Regions from separate parts of the Mus musculus genome. Here all the other regions are linked to region 1. Evidence: chromatin contacts called from public HiCAR-type, capture Hi-C and promoter capture Hi-C data. All regions are on one chromosome and are shown on one strand. Each heading gives the region's core, a stretch centred on a gene start, on an enhancer-like site or on the middle of the called end of the contact. The rest is flanking DNA. Distances are from core to core; before and after follow the strand shown. Region 1 holds the start of Trim13 (tripartite motif-containing 13). Region 2 holds the start of Fam124a (family with sequence similarity 124, member A). Region 3 overlaps Gucy1b2 (guanylate cyclase 1, soluble, beta 2). Region 4 overlaps Gm46457 (a long non-coding RNA gene). Region 5 has its middle 57 kb from the start of Dleu7.

Region 1 (2,718 bases), core at 56-2,555:
TTATAGCCATTGGATGGAGGCCCCCACTCCTTTGTTTTTTGGCCTTTATGGAAGGAGCTTCAGTTAAGAGATAGAGATCATCCTTTGCGTTTGGGCTAACAGTGGAGTACAGGCAGGACTCGGGCAAAACGGAAATCTAGGTAAGAGCGCTAAGGGGCCCTGCTGGGTTTGGAGGAACTCAAGAGAAAGGTGGATTAGCTCCGTAGAATGACACAAGTTTCTAAAGAGCTGGAAGTTTAGTTGTAGGATCAGGCTTATAAATAATATATATTTTGTATATAGTTTAGAAAATGAAGCTACCTCCCCGATCTAGCAGGTTTTTACCCCAGTTTACGCTTCACGTGTCAAGTGGTATACATAAACGGTTACACGTGCCGTTGGAATTTGAGGAAACCCTCCACAGCTTCGTCTTGGTTTTCCACCTTGTAGAAAACCTGTTCATTTAGAGGATAAGGCTCTTGGTTCCACTGTAACGTTCTCGTGAGGACTAAGTTAGAAATGACAGGGATTGGTCTTAGGAATGGTGTAGCCGGGACCACAGGCAATGGGCGGAAGGGGGCAAGAGGGGCTTTTCCATGACTTGGAACCGCGCTTTCCCCAAATTTGCTCTCCTAAAGGCCCAGGCCTTCCCAAGCGGGAGTAGACGTGCTCCTCCAGCACACATCACCCTGCATTTACCGGCTTTCAAGTTTGGATAGGAACCATCTTTTTCATCCTCTGTAACCACGGTCTCCGCATAGGAGGTGGAAATCAGGGCGAGATATTTTATTTTATTTTATCTTATTTTATTTTGGTTTTTCTTTATTTTTTATTTTATTTTTATTGATTGATTGATTGATTGAGATATTTTAAAACCAGTTAAAAGTTCCTGCCTCTGAGGGGAACCGTAGTAGTGCCTTTCTTTTCTTTTCTTTTCTTTTCTTTTCTTTTCTTTTTTTTTTTTCGAGACAGGGTTTCTCTGTATAGCCCTGGCTGTCCTGGAACTCACTTTGTAGACCAGGCTGGCCTCGAACTCAGAAATCCGCCTGCCTCTGACTCCCGAGTGCTGGGAAGTAGTGCCTTTCTATAAAGTTGGGTCAATGGTTTTCTACCCAGAGATCGCCGAGCCCGCTGGGTCCTGAAAAGTAGGCAAAGTGGTGTGAAGGGTTGGGCTGTGTTTTTGTTTTTGTTGTTCTTGAAAAATGCAAGTAACAACAACAACAAAAATACAGCAATCCAAACTCGGCGCGTGGGCGTCACCAGAGCACTTATCCAGAGGCTGGGCGACCTAGGTGGTGCGCAGGCGCGGGACAGCGGGAAGCAGAGGGCGTGGTCGCCGTGTCCATTTTGCACCGGCGCAGCCCGGCCCCAGTTGGCTGGTGGAGGTGAGCAGTGTGCTCCGAGTAGGGACCGGGGGCCGGGAGTCGCTGGCCCCGCTGCCGCGGCCGGGGGACACCTGCGTGGGCGGTGACGGGCGGCACGGCCTGGCGGCAGCGGTGCTACTGTCGCGGTCGGGAAGGTCAGCGCGCCGCTGGGGAGGCCCCCTGGCTAGGAGGGGGCCAAGAATGCAGATCTGTGCCTGTGACACTCTTTCTCCTTTCTCTACAGTGTTCTCCAGTTTTACCGTCAAAACGTGAGGGAAAACGAACTGGCTCTCTCCACAGAAAATATAGTAAGCTTGCCAAAAGCATATACTTGCCTGGAACAAAGGTAAACCGTATTATTTTTCTTTATGTTCTGGTATTTATGAAGGGGAAAAATACCCGATTTTATTAGTCCTAGGACCATTCCAGATGGAAATAAAAAGAATAAGTATATCTTCACCACCTCCTTTAATAATAGGGCCTTTGTTCTTTTCATATTTCAAAACTCATGGATTCAAAAATCCATGCTTGCCATTCATTTTTTTGGTAATTACTATATATAATTTAAAAAAAGTATGCTCTAAAGGAAACAAATCCAGCAACATTTCTTCTGTGTGGTTTGTCTTAGTTGTCCAGCTACTGGGGCTGTAGAGCAGGGCTTTAGATTCCTGCAGCTTTCTAGACATTTGTATGAGGAGTGCTTTTAAAACAGAATGTCAATATATAGGCATTCTTTGTGCTAGGACTCAATGGGGCTATTAATCAATTATGCCCCCCCCCCCTTTTTTTTTGCTTTAAATTACACCTTGGAGTATGCTATCACAGTCTACCCGGGAACTACACCTCTGCCCTATTTAATGCTAAGCATCAGTTTCACACAGCCTAATATCACCTGAAAACAATCTGAACTGAGTAATTGTTTTTCAGATTGGTCTGTGGATATGTCTTCATTTACACTGGGCACACTGTGGGCAGCTCTATCTTTAGGCTGATGAACCAGCTAAGCAGGAGCCCATTATGGACAGGCAGCCATCCACATTCTTGATGGTGTCTGCTGGTTGGGAGTGGGTTCCATGGTGGAAGGCATTGTTGTGGGGAATAGAGAGCAGTTTGTTTTGCCTTGAGTTCCTGCTCTGACTTACCTCAGTGATGGACTGATTGTAACCTGCAAGTGTCAGTTGATTTTGGTCAGTGTTTTGCACTGAAAGTAACAGGTCCAGGCCCAGAAGACCCATGTCTTCAGCCTTCCTTCCCAACTGTTCTTTCCATCCATGTATTTTCTGGTAGGTCTGGAAGTTGCTCACTCTGGGCAAGCGCTTTCAGTGAGCTGCAACCTCAGCCCTGCTCTGTGAAAGGGTCTCTGACCCACCGCAGT
Region 2 (2,718 bases), core at 134-2,633, 960 kb after region 1:
TTCCTGATCGATACTGCATTTCTACTCTGCTTTTGTCTACTGCCCTTCTCTTTTGTGTAATGTGTTTAAAATTAGAGTCCGAAAGCAATGACAAATATGTAAAGTGGGAAGAGCAGGAGAGAGAGAGGGAGAGAGAGAGAGAGAGGGAGGGAGGGAGGGAGGGAGGGAGGGAGGGAGGGAAGGAAGGAAGGAAGGAAGGAAGGAAGGAAGGAAGGAAGGAAGGAAGGAAGGAAGGAAGAGGATTGTTCTTCACAGCTTGTCACACAGAAGTGACACCGCTGTGCCAGTTGAGAGGGCATGCAGGTAGCTAGCCTTCACCTGGGACACTGACAGCTCCCGTAACCAGTACTTGGCATGTAGCAGAACTCACACGCAAACTGTTTTACAGACATGATCTCTTGTAACTCAAAATGGAGGTTCAGGGACGATCACAGACGTGATCTCTTGTAACTCACAACAGACAGAGAAGATAGCAGTAGCCCAATATGCGAAAAAATTAAGGCTCCAGGAGGTTAAATAACTTGTCTGAAAAGAAAAGATGACAGGGTCATAGCTGGTTGGCAGAACATGCTCAAGGTTGCGTCTTCAGCACTACCCTACAAAAGCGAATACGACATACACTTAAGTGCCTTCCACTGCTTCTAATGACAACACCACCAGAATTAAGTCTAAGTTGTTCTTACCCCACCACCGCCGCCGCTCCCAAGTTGCCTCACTGGCTAGAGTGGAAAAATGACTTCCTGCTACTTCAATTATTAACCCATCCTAAGGGATGGCTGGGTTTAACAACGTCAATGTCCATCACCCTCTTGCTGCCAGACCCCTTTGAATGGAAGCACACCCAGGACTCTTCGTGTTATTTTAAGATAGATAACAAAAGAATACATTCTCTAGCAAGTTGGGTCAGTGAGCAAGGCGATAATGAATTCAACGTCTGCAGTTCTGAGAAACACCCACGTGTTTTAACTGGTCCTCAAATGGCGATATCACACTCTGCCCTGGTTGCGCTGGTGGGTGTTTCCCAGTACTGCTCGCAGAATGGGGCTGAAAAAAATCTCTGGGCAAGCCCGGGGACTCCAGACTCTTTACTGTGGACCCAGGGGAGGGCAGCTTTGCTACTAGACTCCATACATGGGGCCCGCACCAGTCACTATAGAACGCACAGCGCTGGCATGCACCAGGCGGGTTGCAAGATAAATACTGCACGCCCACTGCACTCCACGCCCACTGCACTCCTCGCTCATGGAGAGAGTCCATCCCCCGGCACCTCCCGCACTCACGCTCGCGCTCGTGCACACGCGCGCATCCCGTGCACCCGCTCGGATCCTCGCCTGGTGGCACCCGGCGCGCCCGCGCAGCGCCGAGCGGAGGGCGGGGAGGGCGCGGCCGCGAGAGGGCGCGGCGAGCGGCTTCCTCGCGGGGCCGGGTTGTTGCGGAGGCCGGAGACGAGGCTCTCGGAGGGTCCCCGGGGCCGAGGGAGCGCGGACGGCACGCGCGCCATGAACCCGAAGGCGGGCGGTGAGGAAGAGGACTGCGTGGACTCTGGCGCCGAGACCGGAGGGTGAGCTGAGCCCAGCCGGGCGGGGCGGGAGCTCAGTACTTGCGCTCGGGAGCCCGAGCTGGGGAGGCAGTCCTGGGGTTGGGGTGCAGTATCTGCGAGCCAGCGGCATGGTCTGTGGTTGCCTGGGTCAGGGTGGGAAGGGGCGAGAAGAACCCCACCCCGGGCTGCTAGGTGATGGGACCCGAGGTTCAGCGTCGTTCCTCGCAGCCCTGTGGCCCCACGGTGCCAGGTTCAGCCACTATCCCCCTTCACCTAGAGATGCGCCTGCACTTGTTCCAGCCAGGCAACTCTGATAGCTTTGGAGCCCCAGGCTGCTGAGGAGGAAAGCAGGTGGAGAGGGTGGGACACCAGCACAGGAAAAAGACTCCGAAGCCGGCTAGGAGGACTTCATATCTCACTTATACTGTGCTGCTGAGCGGCCTCTCCACCCCGCCAGCCTGGAGTACCCACAGGATGCTGTGATGGGGTCTTGTGTGCTTCAATGGACTCAGTAATTAGCTCCAACCTTTGGAGGCTAATTAGTCCTCTCCCAACAGCAGTTTTCCTGAGTAGGACAAAAGACGGAATGCATTTTCAGAAACCAATGTCCCGTGATGGTCTCCACCCAGCCCATATCTAGAGGATTTTCCTGTGCACAGTCAGCACCACAGCCAGGATACAAGTGCTACCCCAGTAGGAACGTGTGTCTTTTCCTATCTAGAGAAGTCCTGCTAGAGGTCAGGGGCTACCCAGGCTACAGAAGACCTCGGAATTCCTGGAAGGTGGAGAGGTTTCAAACTAATATTAGGATTTGGCAATCTACTGAGAACAGGGAGGGAGGCCAGTTCCAGAATGGACCTATGTTCTGACCTAACCCACGAAAGCGTCCCTCAAGCTCGTCCTGCCTCCCAACCCCACCCCTCCTTGCAGCCTTCTCCACCAGCCCAACCCTAAATCTGGACTGTCATTCTTCCCTACACAGCAGGCTTTCTCTTGTTACCCAACCATGGTAACCGTGACAGAGGAGTAACTTGATTTGATGTCCCCACCCCTGCCCACCATTGCTTTTGCTTCAATTCTGTTGGTGTACAGTTGTCAACTTAGTTTATTTCCTGATATTTTGGTGCTGGAGTTCCAACCTAAGTACAATAGACAAGGATTCTTTCACTAACTCACAC
Region 3 (2,718 bases), core at 150-2,649, 820 kb after region 1:
GTGTATCATTCCGTTTCTGTTATTCTGTACCCAAAAGTTGAAAGGGGACCATTTAGAGCAGGTTGGATTGAGAACATTAATGGCACAAGTAATAGTAACCTTGTGGCTCTGAAGAATTGCTGGCATTCATTGACTTATAATTCTGCCTAGGGGTGTGTATTTACCGCTGTAATACCATCACTTCTCTGAGGGAAGATACTGTCCTTAGGTAAGTGCATGTCGTCGTTAGTGTTCATGCTGTAGTCAGCTGGCAGTGGCATGCAGATGAGTTCCAATAAACACTAGAGATATTCATAGTGGCTGACCTGGCACTTTTGACTAAATTCATTTTTGCCTACATGCCCTTTAGGTAAAAAAATTTTTAAAGTCAGCTCAGTTCCTGTGTCTACATCATCTATATCTACATATGGTTTGCTTTGTCACTCGCTACGTAGCCCATGCTGATTGTGAACTTAACTCTTGCCTCAGCCTCCTGAGTGCTAGGATTACGGATGTGAGCTGTCACATGCAAGCTCAAGAAAAAGAAAGATATTTTTATCCTGGGAAACTGATAGCAATCAAATTTAAATGCTCATTCTCACAGCCACCTCCACCCCACTCCCACCCTCCCCACCCCCCAGAACACAGCATAACGCTCTACTAAGACGCAGGAAATGAAGCAGGATGGGATTGCGGGTCTGCTGCAGTCACAGGGGGTGGCAGGTCACTTTTACGACCATGGGTATAGGCTGCAGTCTTGGTGTGTCTTTCTGGAGTGAATTTTAAAGTCTTCCTCCAGCTTTTCTTTCTGATCATAAGCTTTCCCATTTGTTCGCTGGTTCAACTCCCTTGCTATGTTTACCTTAAGAAGATCATGAATTCCAGACGAGCCTATAACATAAAGGAACGTCAGGAGACCCTCCAGGGCAGAGTCTAGTCTCTTGAGCCCTGTGAACTCAGGGATCTAAGACCTTACAGCTGTAATGGTGGTGAACTGGACTCTCCAACCCTGATTTACGCCCTATCCCAAGCTTCTGAGTGAAAGGGTCTCTTACTGCTTCGTCAAAGACAACGTGGAAAGGAAAAGCATTGCAGAACACCTCCTCTTCAATCCACAGTCTCTCAGGAAAGACAGGCTGGAAGGTGTCCCCAAGGGGCCCTGGACACAGAGAAAGAAAGCCCTAATGAGCGGCCCTCACAGAGCTGCTCAGACAGGGTTAGAATCTTAAGTGTGTCACAGGCTGAGTGTGATTCCCACTCTTTAGCACAGGCTCCCTCAGCTTCTCCAGATGGCCACTGCAATTATTGTCCAAATTAAAACAAACAGAAAATTTGCGACCAGGTTGAGAAGCCCTCCTGCCCCCTGCCAAGTTTCTGCCTGCTGCTGAAGAGTTAGTTTCTGGGCCAATTGAGTCTGTCTCACCATGAAAACAGAGCTGGCATTGAGACGGTGACAAGCGGACAATGAGCCAGAAGAGGAGCGAGTGTGTGTCGGGCCCAGCATCAGGGACATTTGCCATGGAGCTTTATAGACTGACAGTTTAGGGTGGCACGTGAAAATTTAACCAACAGTCCCATTTGGCAGGGGTTGCAGATTCTCAATGGAACCTTTTTGATATGAAAATCTCCTAGACAAAGGATGTCAGTTGTGTTTGCTACAGCTTGAAGGACTCAGAATGCAGCTCTTTGAGCCCTGCAGACCTTCACCCAGATGCCTGTCATTTGACCTACCAGGCCATGACAAGGAGCATCTAGCTCCCTTCCTCCACTGGGGTCAGAGCTCTGATTCAGACTTGAGTTAGGTGCTGGCTGGCAGGTCAGCTCAGTGCCCAAAGACCTGCTGTGATGACCTTACCACCTTTACTTTGTAAATGGAAAGCTGGAAGGGATTGCATTGTCTCATGTCACAGAGACAGAAATGCACTTTCTTGGTTCTTGCCCTCTGTCCCTTGTACTGCTGGCTAGCTGTGGTTAGCCACTGATTTCCAGTCCAGAAACACATCCCAGTCAAGGTCTGGGTCCAGAAGCAATGCAGAATTCACTGTGGCTAGTATGTCTGTGCCCAGTCTCTTCACCACAGTCAGGATCTGGGACTGAGTCCAAGCTAGTGGCTTTCCTGATTACAGAGATGACAGTGTCTCCATGTCACCCAGCACAAACAAAAGAGCTGATTTGTGGCAAGTTGGAAGCTGATATTTAAAGTTAAGACCACAGATGCCAAAGCCAAGCTCTGCGGGAATCAGGGGCTTTGAAATTGCAGGAAGCTTTGCCCTATTTGTGTATGGGGCTCCTCCCCTGCAAAGCAGGCAGTTGTCCTGATCTAAGAGTTGAAGCCAGCAGAACAGCACACCTACCTTTTCCAAGCAGGACTGATGCCCTCACAACAGCTGAGTGAGATTTCTCCCCAGGGCAAACAGGGATGCTTAAATACCTCTCCTTCTTCCTAAGGAGTGTTCCCTGAAGAGACTGCAGAGGGAAGGAGATGAAGCACAGGTACCTGGTCACAGGACTGGAGATGAACAAGCCCTCCTGCTGCTGCTGCTGAGCCCATCTTTATATACGGAAGCATGATGGTGGCTGAACGGATAGTGTGTGTGCTTACAAGGTCACTTCTAATCAAGAACCTGGAGCTCTCAGGTGTACTCATCAACTCCGTCTTTCTACAAAAGGCAGCTAGATATTTTTTTTTCAAGATCTCCAGGGAATCCTTAGATGCTCATGCTTTCCTATGTGTTGCTC
Region 4 (2,718 bases), core at 90-2,589, 790 kb after region 1:
TTACAGAATCCCCTATATTTTTCTGTTCTAAACTGCCACAGCTGTGCATAATCTAAAACCACAGCTCAGGGATCTGGGGGAGACTCCAGGGTCTGCTGGAGTCAAAGGGTCAAAAAACCTCTAAGTATTTGCTCCACAGCCAACAGGAGCCCTGACTAGACCTGGGGACACCGTAGCCTGTGGTAAACTATAAATGTATGCTGGAACACTTAAAGCTGGGACTTCATGTTTCAGTCTCTTTTAATAGCTGGACGTCTCCAGTGAAAAATCACACTGTAACTTTTCTTTAGGTCTCTCCTGTTCTGTTCTTGACAGCACATATCTGACTGGAGCTGCTGTGTCAGGAGTACAGTCTCTGCTTCCAACACAGAGACGGCTCTAGCCAATGGCTGAGAGCTAAGATCAGAGTTGGGGTAGGGTGGGTCTGAAGGCCAAGTCCTAGGTCTGTACCTCAGTTTCCTGTCTGCGCAGTGTGGCTAAAAACCATACCTGTGTAATGCTCAAAGGACTTCAGCTGGGTACCACAATGGTCCTGCTATATATGTGAACCCAAGTTCCTGGGTAGATGCTGATGGCTTAGATAGGCCACTAAGATCTAAGAGAGTGCCATCATTAGACCCCACTGAATGCAGACATGGAACTGCTGTCATTTCCTCCTCACCTCACATCAAGTTGAACCCCTGAGGGGAAAGAATTCAGAATCCTCTGAAAATTTTCGGACTGCACCATGCAGAAACTCAGAGCAGTTTCTCTTTGGGAGACAGAGTCTCTCAAGCCACCTTTAAAGAATGATTCAGCCAGTTGGTTGACATATCATTATCACATTTTGAAGTTAACACAGCCCCAGAGTCTATGAATGCTCACCCCACAGTTAATTATTCTTGAGTTTTTCTGTGCTCTCAAAACATATTCTACTTATGTAATGATCCCTCGGGGGAGCACCAGGTGCCTTTGTCCCACAGACAGGGCCAGCTGTGTAAAACCTCTGCATCTGTCAGGTTTCTCTATGTGGCACATAATTGCCTGATTTCCATCTGAAAGTGCAGCACTGACATTAAAGCCACATAGAACCCACCATTGATAACAATGGCTTCCCGACACCTAGAAGAAGCATGGGGGGTGGGGGGGCAAATAAACATGCTCCCCAAATGAGCGCTTGCCTTCACAGGGGCTGGGTCTGAATGTACAGCTGCAGATGAAGAGAACAAACCAAGAGGAATAAAGGAAATGAAAGCTACAGATTAGCATTCGGCTGTCTCAGCCAGATGGTCTTCTGGGGAGAGCGGTCCTCCGCTTGCTTTCTTCAGTCTCCAGGCTAGCACACAGCACCCACTCTCTGCAGGGGCAGCAGTGATCTCACCCCTCAGCCAGGCAACCCAGTGAATCACTCACTCTTTCTTTCTCACACAACTGTGAGCCAATGAAAACTTGAAAGTGAAAGAAAGACTAAGAAGGGATTGGGGGGTGGGGGGGCGGGGAAGCCAGGCATCTGTGATGAATGAAAAAGTCTTAGCCTAGGAGAGGGCTAAGATACCAAGACTGAGGGAAGTGTCGGGAAGCATCAGCTAAGGAAGAAGAGAGCCACTGAAAGAGAAAGCTGTAGACACCCCTCCTCCTCAGCGCCCAGAAGCATTGCCTCCAGCATCCAGGATTGCCATGGTATTCAGGACCTTGGGGTCCTGGCTTTTACAAGCTTGGGCTTGAGGTCTGTGCTCCCAAGGTAAAGAAAGCAGTGGCCTCTTCTCAACTTATTTAGAAACTGTCGCCTCCCTCCATGGCTAGACGCCAATGAGTCTGCCAGTCATTGGTCTGAGGACCAGCCATCTGCCACCATCTGGATAGACCGTGCCTGGGCCAGGTGCCCTGAAATGGAAGAAGCTAGGTGGGGCAGAGGCAAGGGAGGGGGAGGGGCAGGAGCAAGGCAGGGTTATGGGGTAAACTGAGCCTGCAAAGCTGTAGTTGTAGAGGGCAGTTCCCTGGAATGCTCTACTCTGAAAAGGGCTCTACCGACAGTCACCACCAAGCCAAGTGTTCACTGCTCATGAGCAAGCCTCGTATTTGAGTGGCAGCCCAGGTCTGCTGCTGGCCATGAGACAGACCACCAGATGGTGTGTGCCAGGGCATAGATGTTCTATGAGCTAATCGATCCAGTAGGAGTTAATACATCTAACTTGGGTCCAAGGGCCTCAATTCACAGAAGATTCCAGAACAAGTGAAGGTGCATTTTGAGGTTTTAGAGGCCCTGTGAGCAAGCACTTTAGCAGCTCGCCAAACTTCCCAAGTGTGGTGGTTTGGATGAGAATGGTCAACCTTCCCCACTGTGATGGACTCTGAGCTCTCTGGAACTGTAAGCACAAATAAAACCTTCCTTCTATGAGTTGCCTCATAGAAGTAACAGAAGTAGCATAAGTAACATAGCAATAGAAAAGTAACAAACACTTCCGAATACCAGGAGATTGTCTGTAGCAGTGTTTAATAGAATAAATGTCAGCTGCAGGGTGGTACCTATCACAGGATTGTCTTTCTTTTACAGCTGGAAATGATTATTTAAATCAAAATAAATGTGGAACAAAAATTGTCCTTGTTTTTGGCCTGGACTATGGTACCTGTCGCACAATTCTGACAGTTCTAAATATAATGTTCAATGAAGTAGCATATTGTACTGTGACCCCAGCCAAACAAGCTTGCAACAAAATAATCCAAGATCCCGGGCTCTGG
Region 5 (2,718 bases), core at 118-2,617, 640 kb after region 1:
TAAACTTTTCCATTTCCAAAATAGGAAAGGCCTTCCTCCACAAATGTCTGACAGTCATAGCACCAGCTTCCAGGCCACTATGCAGGACTTTATCTTGCTCCTCAGAGCGCTTAGCTCTACTTTTTAAAACTTCTTATTGGCATATCTTCTCTTTCTCTCTCTCTCTCTTTCTTTCTTTCTTTCTTTCTTTCTTTCTTTCTTCCTCCTCCTCCTCCTCCTCCTCCTCCTCCTCCTCCTCCTTCTTCTTCTTCTTCCTCTCTCTCTCTCTCTCTCTCTCTCCCAAATGTCCAGCATTGCATTGCTTCTTTAAGACAGCTTCGCTTCTTTAAGACAGCTTCAGTCAAACTTATAAACACACTAGGCAGCAAGAGGAAGAATGCCACTTTAAAAAGAAGATGTGGAAGAGGAAAAGTTCTTCTCTTAAAGAAGAACTGGTTTAGTTGACAGTTGAACATAAAAGTCTGACCAAATTCCCTTAGCCCACTGAAGGCAAACATTCACTCTTTCAGGAGCCAGCATGAGAAAGCAGAGCTGGGTGTCTGTAGGGTGCTGAAGTGGGCCTCCAGGAGCAGAATCTGATTCACAGAGGGAAGCCATCACTGCATTCCTGCAAATCATTGTCGCATGCTAATGCAAACCAGCATTGCTCAAGAGCCTCAATTCTGGAGAGAATAGAAACATAGATTTTTATGTGAAGTATACACATGAAGAACAAGATCTGGAAGCTAACAGTTTGTAGGCTCTATTGAAACACTCACTTGATCAGGCTCCTTACAAATCTTAGTAATAGGGGTCCTGTGTTTGTAAGATTGGGAGCTTTTTGTTTGCTTGTGTTTGAGAGAGAGAGAGAGAGAGAGAGAGAGAGAGATCGATCTACTCAAACTTCAGATTTCTGCAGACCTTCTTTTAGCCTTCGAATTTTCTTCTGTATATTAAAGCAAGATCTCACCAGATACCTACCTGGTGCTCATCCAACATCCCAGCACTTCAGAGGCAAGGTAGGAGGGTCCTAAGCTTGAGACTCATTCAAACCACATAGTGAGATCTTCCCTTAACAAACAAGACAACAAAAGTCAGACACACACACACATGCACATGCACACGCACACTCACACATACATGCACGCATATACACACTTGCATGCACACGCACCCATACACATATGCACACACTCAAACAAACACACTCTCACGCATACACACACACACACACACACACACACACATACACACACACACACACACACACGGCATTTGTTCTCCCTGGGAGCTGCAGGATTGAATGTGTGGGTGATACAGCGGGCAGCAGCAGACCTGTGTTCCATCTGCAGACCTGTCTTTTGCCAGCTCCATCTATCATTGCCCAGAAAGATCGCGGCTGCATCTTTCTCAGACTCCAGCTGTCATCCACTGCAGCTGCCACCCGAGGCATGTAGGAAGGAATGCAGTGGCTCTCTTCAGCTGCTCTGGTGAGCTTCTTTCAAGGCAACAATTGCAGTCTGACAATTTAAAAATGTAGGAAAAAGCTTTCCAAATCGCCCTGCTCATTGTGGAGAGTAACAGAACAAGACCAAGCGATGAGGGAAGTGCTCATTACTTCTGCCCATAGTCCCATCAAGTAGCTTTTAGGTTAAAAACCAAAAAGAAGAACAAAAAAAAAAAAAAAAACACACAAGCAAACAAAAAGCTCCCAATCTTACAAAATCTTGTGTGGGCAAAATAAAGCATGCCTGTAGGCCCAATTTAAGACACTAATTTAGAGTAAGGACTCTTAGATAAAGAGAAGAGCTGCTTTTGATTTATGTGTTTAATAAGTTAGATATATTAAATTCTGAACTGCAGCACTCAAGTTTACATCCCTTGCATTCCCTAATGATTTTCTGTGTAAGTCTCCAGCTCTTGTTAGTCCCAGTGGGCAATCAAACCATTTACTTGCTGTTATTTTCTCATGAAGCCCGAGCATGGTGTGAAATAAAGAACAGATGTTTATTCTAGCTAATGTTTTCATGGAGTCATAGATCTAGAAAATACCTCATGACCTTCTAATGCAGAGACGGTAAATGATATGCTACATGCCCAGCCAGTCTCTCACATCTAGCTGACAAATACTGCCGGCACAGTACCTAGAATTCTGATGCTCAGAGCCTGTATTTCATTGAATCAAGACTTGGAATCTTCCCAAACCTGGGTGTGTGTGTGTTGCATGTATATATGTCTATGTTTATGTGGGTAGGTATGAGTGGGTGAGGCCTGAAGCTAATCTCAGGTGTCTTCCTCAGTCATGCTTATCCTAGTTTTGAAACAGTGTCTCTTACTGAATTTGGAGCTCGTTGATCTGTCTTGATTGGCTGCCTGTCTCCGCTGTCCATATTTCCCAGGGCTGGTGGTGTAGACGAGAATGGCGTGGAAGTGCTGGGTATCCCCATGATTATACACCAAGCCCTTTAGCAACTGAGCTGTCTCCCAGCCCCCCAAGTTCTATTTTTAAAGAAAAGCGTTTCAATCTATAACCCATGTGTTTTATGGTTTGTCCCTAAGTATTAAATAACTCCCATGGCTGGATCAGTAGTCTTAGCTATGGTTTGGACTCCGTCTATGTACCTTAAATGGCAGGGAAATAACATAATAATAATAAGGAATAATAATAATATATTAATAATAATCATGGTAACCACTCCCTGGGAGGAACTGTGAAGTTAGGACCAACAATAGGCAGGT

What was found. Promoter capture Hi-C pulls out the DNA fragments that hold promoters and counts their contacts. HiCAR-type assays count read pairs that join an accessible place to other places. Capture Hi-C pulls out chosen DNA fragments and counts their contacts.
Region 2: a contact with region 1 is called in a capture Hi-C map of embryonic stem cells, with 4 times the contacts expected there. The contact joins the promoter of Fam124a here to the promoter of Trim13 in region 1. A contact is called at or near these places in 3 of 39 promoter capture datasets (hippocampal neurons, liver and pre-B cells) and 1 of 9 other capture datasets (embryonic stem cells).
Region 3: a contact with region 1 is called in a HiCAR-type map of astrocytes, with 6 times the contacts expected there. The contact joins the enhancer-like site here to the promoter of Trim13 in region 1. A contact is called at or near these places in 2 of 39 promoter capture datasets (embryonic stem cells and neural stem cells), 1 of 484 Hi-C or Micro-C datasets (bone marrow-derived macrophages), 5 of 115 datasets of contacts at active chromatin or transcription factors (astrocytes, craniofacial prominence, neural tube and 1 more) and 2 of 9 other capture datasets (adipose tissue and liver).
Region 4: a contact with region 1 is called in a promoter capture Hi-C map of hippocampal neurons, with 4 times the contacts expected there. The contact joins the enhancer-like site here to the promoter of Trim13 in region 1. A contact is called at or near these places in 4 of 39 promoter capture datasets (the 3T3-L1 cell line, cranial neural crest, embryonic stem cells and 1 more), 3 of 115 datasets of contacts at active chromatin or transcription factors (craniofacial prominence, embryonic hindbrain and embryonic midbrain) and 1 of 9 other capture datasets (adipose tissue).
Region 5: a promoter capture Hi-C map of neural stem cells shows a contact between it and region 1. The contact joins the enhancer-like site here to the promoter of Trim13 in region 1. A contact is called at or near these places in 11 of 39 promoter capture datasets (the 3T3-L1 cell line, the SN4741 cell line, Sertoli cells and 6 more), 2 of 484 Hi-C or Micro-C datasets (bone marrow-derived macrophages and pancreatic cancer cells), 14 of 115 datasets of contacts at active chromatin or transcription factors (bone marrow-derived macrophages, craniofacial prominence, embryonic basal ganglia and 10 more) and 3 of 9 other capture datasets (embryonic stem cells, liver and macrophages).

The regions. Positions count from the first base shown.
Region 1 is chr14:61,598,207-61,600,924 of GRCm38.p6, forward strand. It overlaps Trim13 (tripartite motif-containing 13), which reads left to right and starts at 1,306. Exons shown (of 3, transcript NM_023233.3): 1 at 1,306-1,364; 2 at 1,588-1,689.
Region 2 is chr14:62,554,354-62,557,071 of GRCm38.p6, forward strand. It overlaps Fam124a (family with sequence similarity 124, member A), which reads left to right and starts at 1,384. Exons shown (of 4, transcript NM_001243857.1): 1 at 1,384-1,561. The coding sequence starts at 1,500.
Region 3 is chr14:62,414,867-62,417,584 of GRCm38.p6, forward strand. It overlaps Gucy1b2 (guanylate cyclase 1, soluble, beta 2), which reads right to left. Exons shown (of 17, transcript NM_172810.3): 8 at 2,334-2,445; 9 at 1,035-1,138. Among named protein-coding and RNA genes, the nearest start is that of Gm35468, 24 kb to the right of the region's middle. Within about 2 kb of position 1,400, at least 57 of the 459 cell types and tissues checked have an H3K27ac peak or open chromatin away from gene starts, as enhancers often do. A contact at or near this core is called in astrocytes, neural stem cells and stem cell-derived neural progenitor cells, where this site is marked.
Region 4 is chr14:62,388,297-62,391,014 of GRCm38.p6, forward strand. All of the region lies in intron 2 of Gm46457 (a long non-coding RNA gene), which reads left to right. It also overlaps a transcript of Gucy1b2 not described here. Among named protein-coding and RNA genes, the nearest start is that of Gm46457, 10 kb to the left of the region's middle. Within about 2 kb of position 1,340, at least 91 of the 459 cell types and tissues checked have an H3K27ac peak or open chromatin away from gene starts, as enhancers often do. A contact at or near this core is called in hippocampal neurons, where this site is marked.
Region 5 is chr14:62,234,809-62,237,526 of GRCm38.p6, forward strand. No RefSeq gene overlaps it. Among named protein-coding and RNA genes, the nearest start is that of Dleu7, 57 kb to the right of the region's middle. Within about 2 kb of position 1,368, at least 15 of the 459 cell types and tissues checked have an H3K27ac peak or open chromatin away from gene starts, as enhancers often do. A contact at or near this core is called in embryonic basal ganglia, neural progenitor cells and neural stem cells, where this site is marked.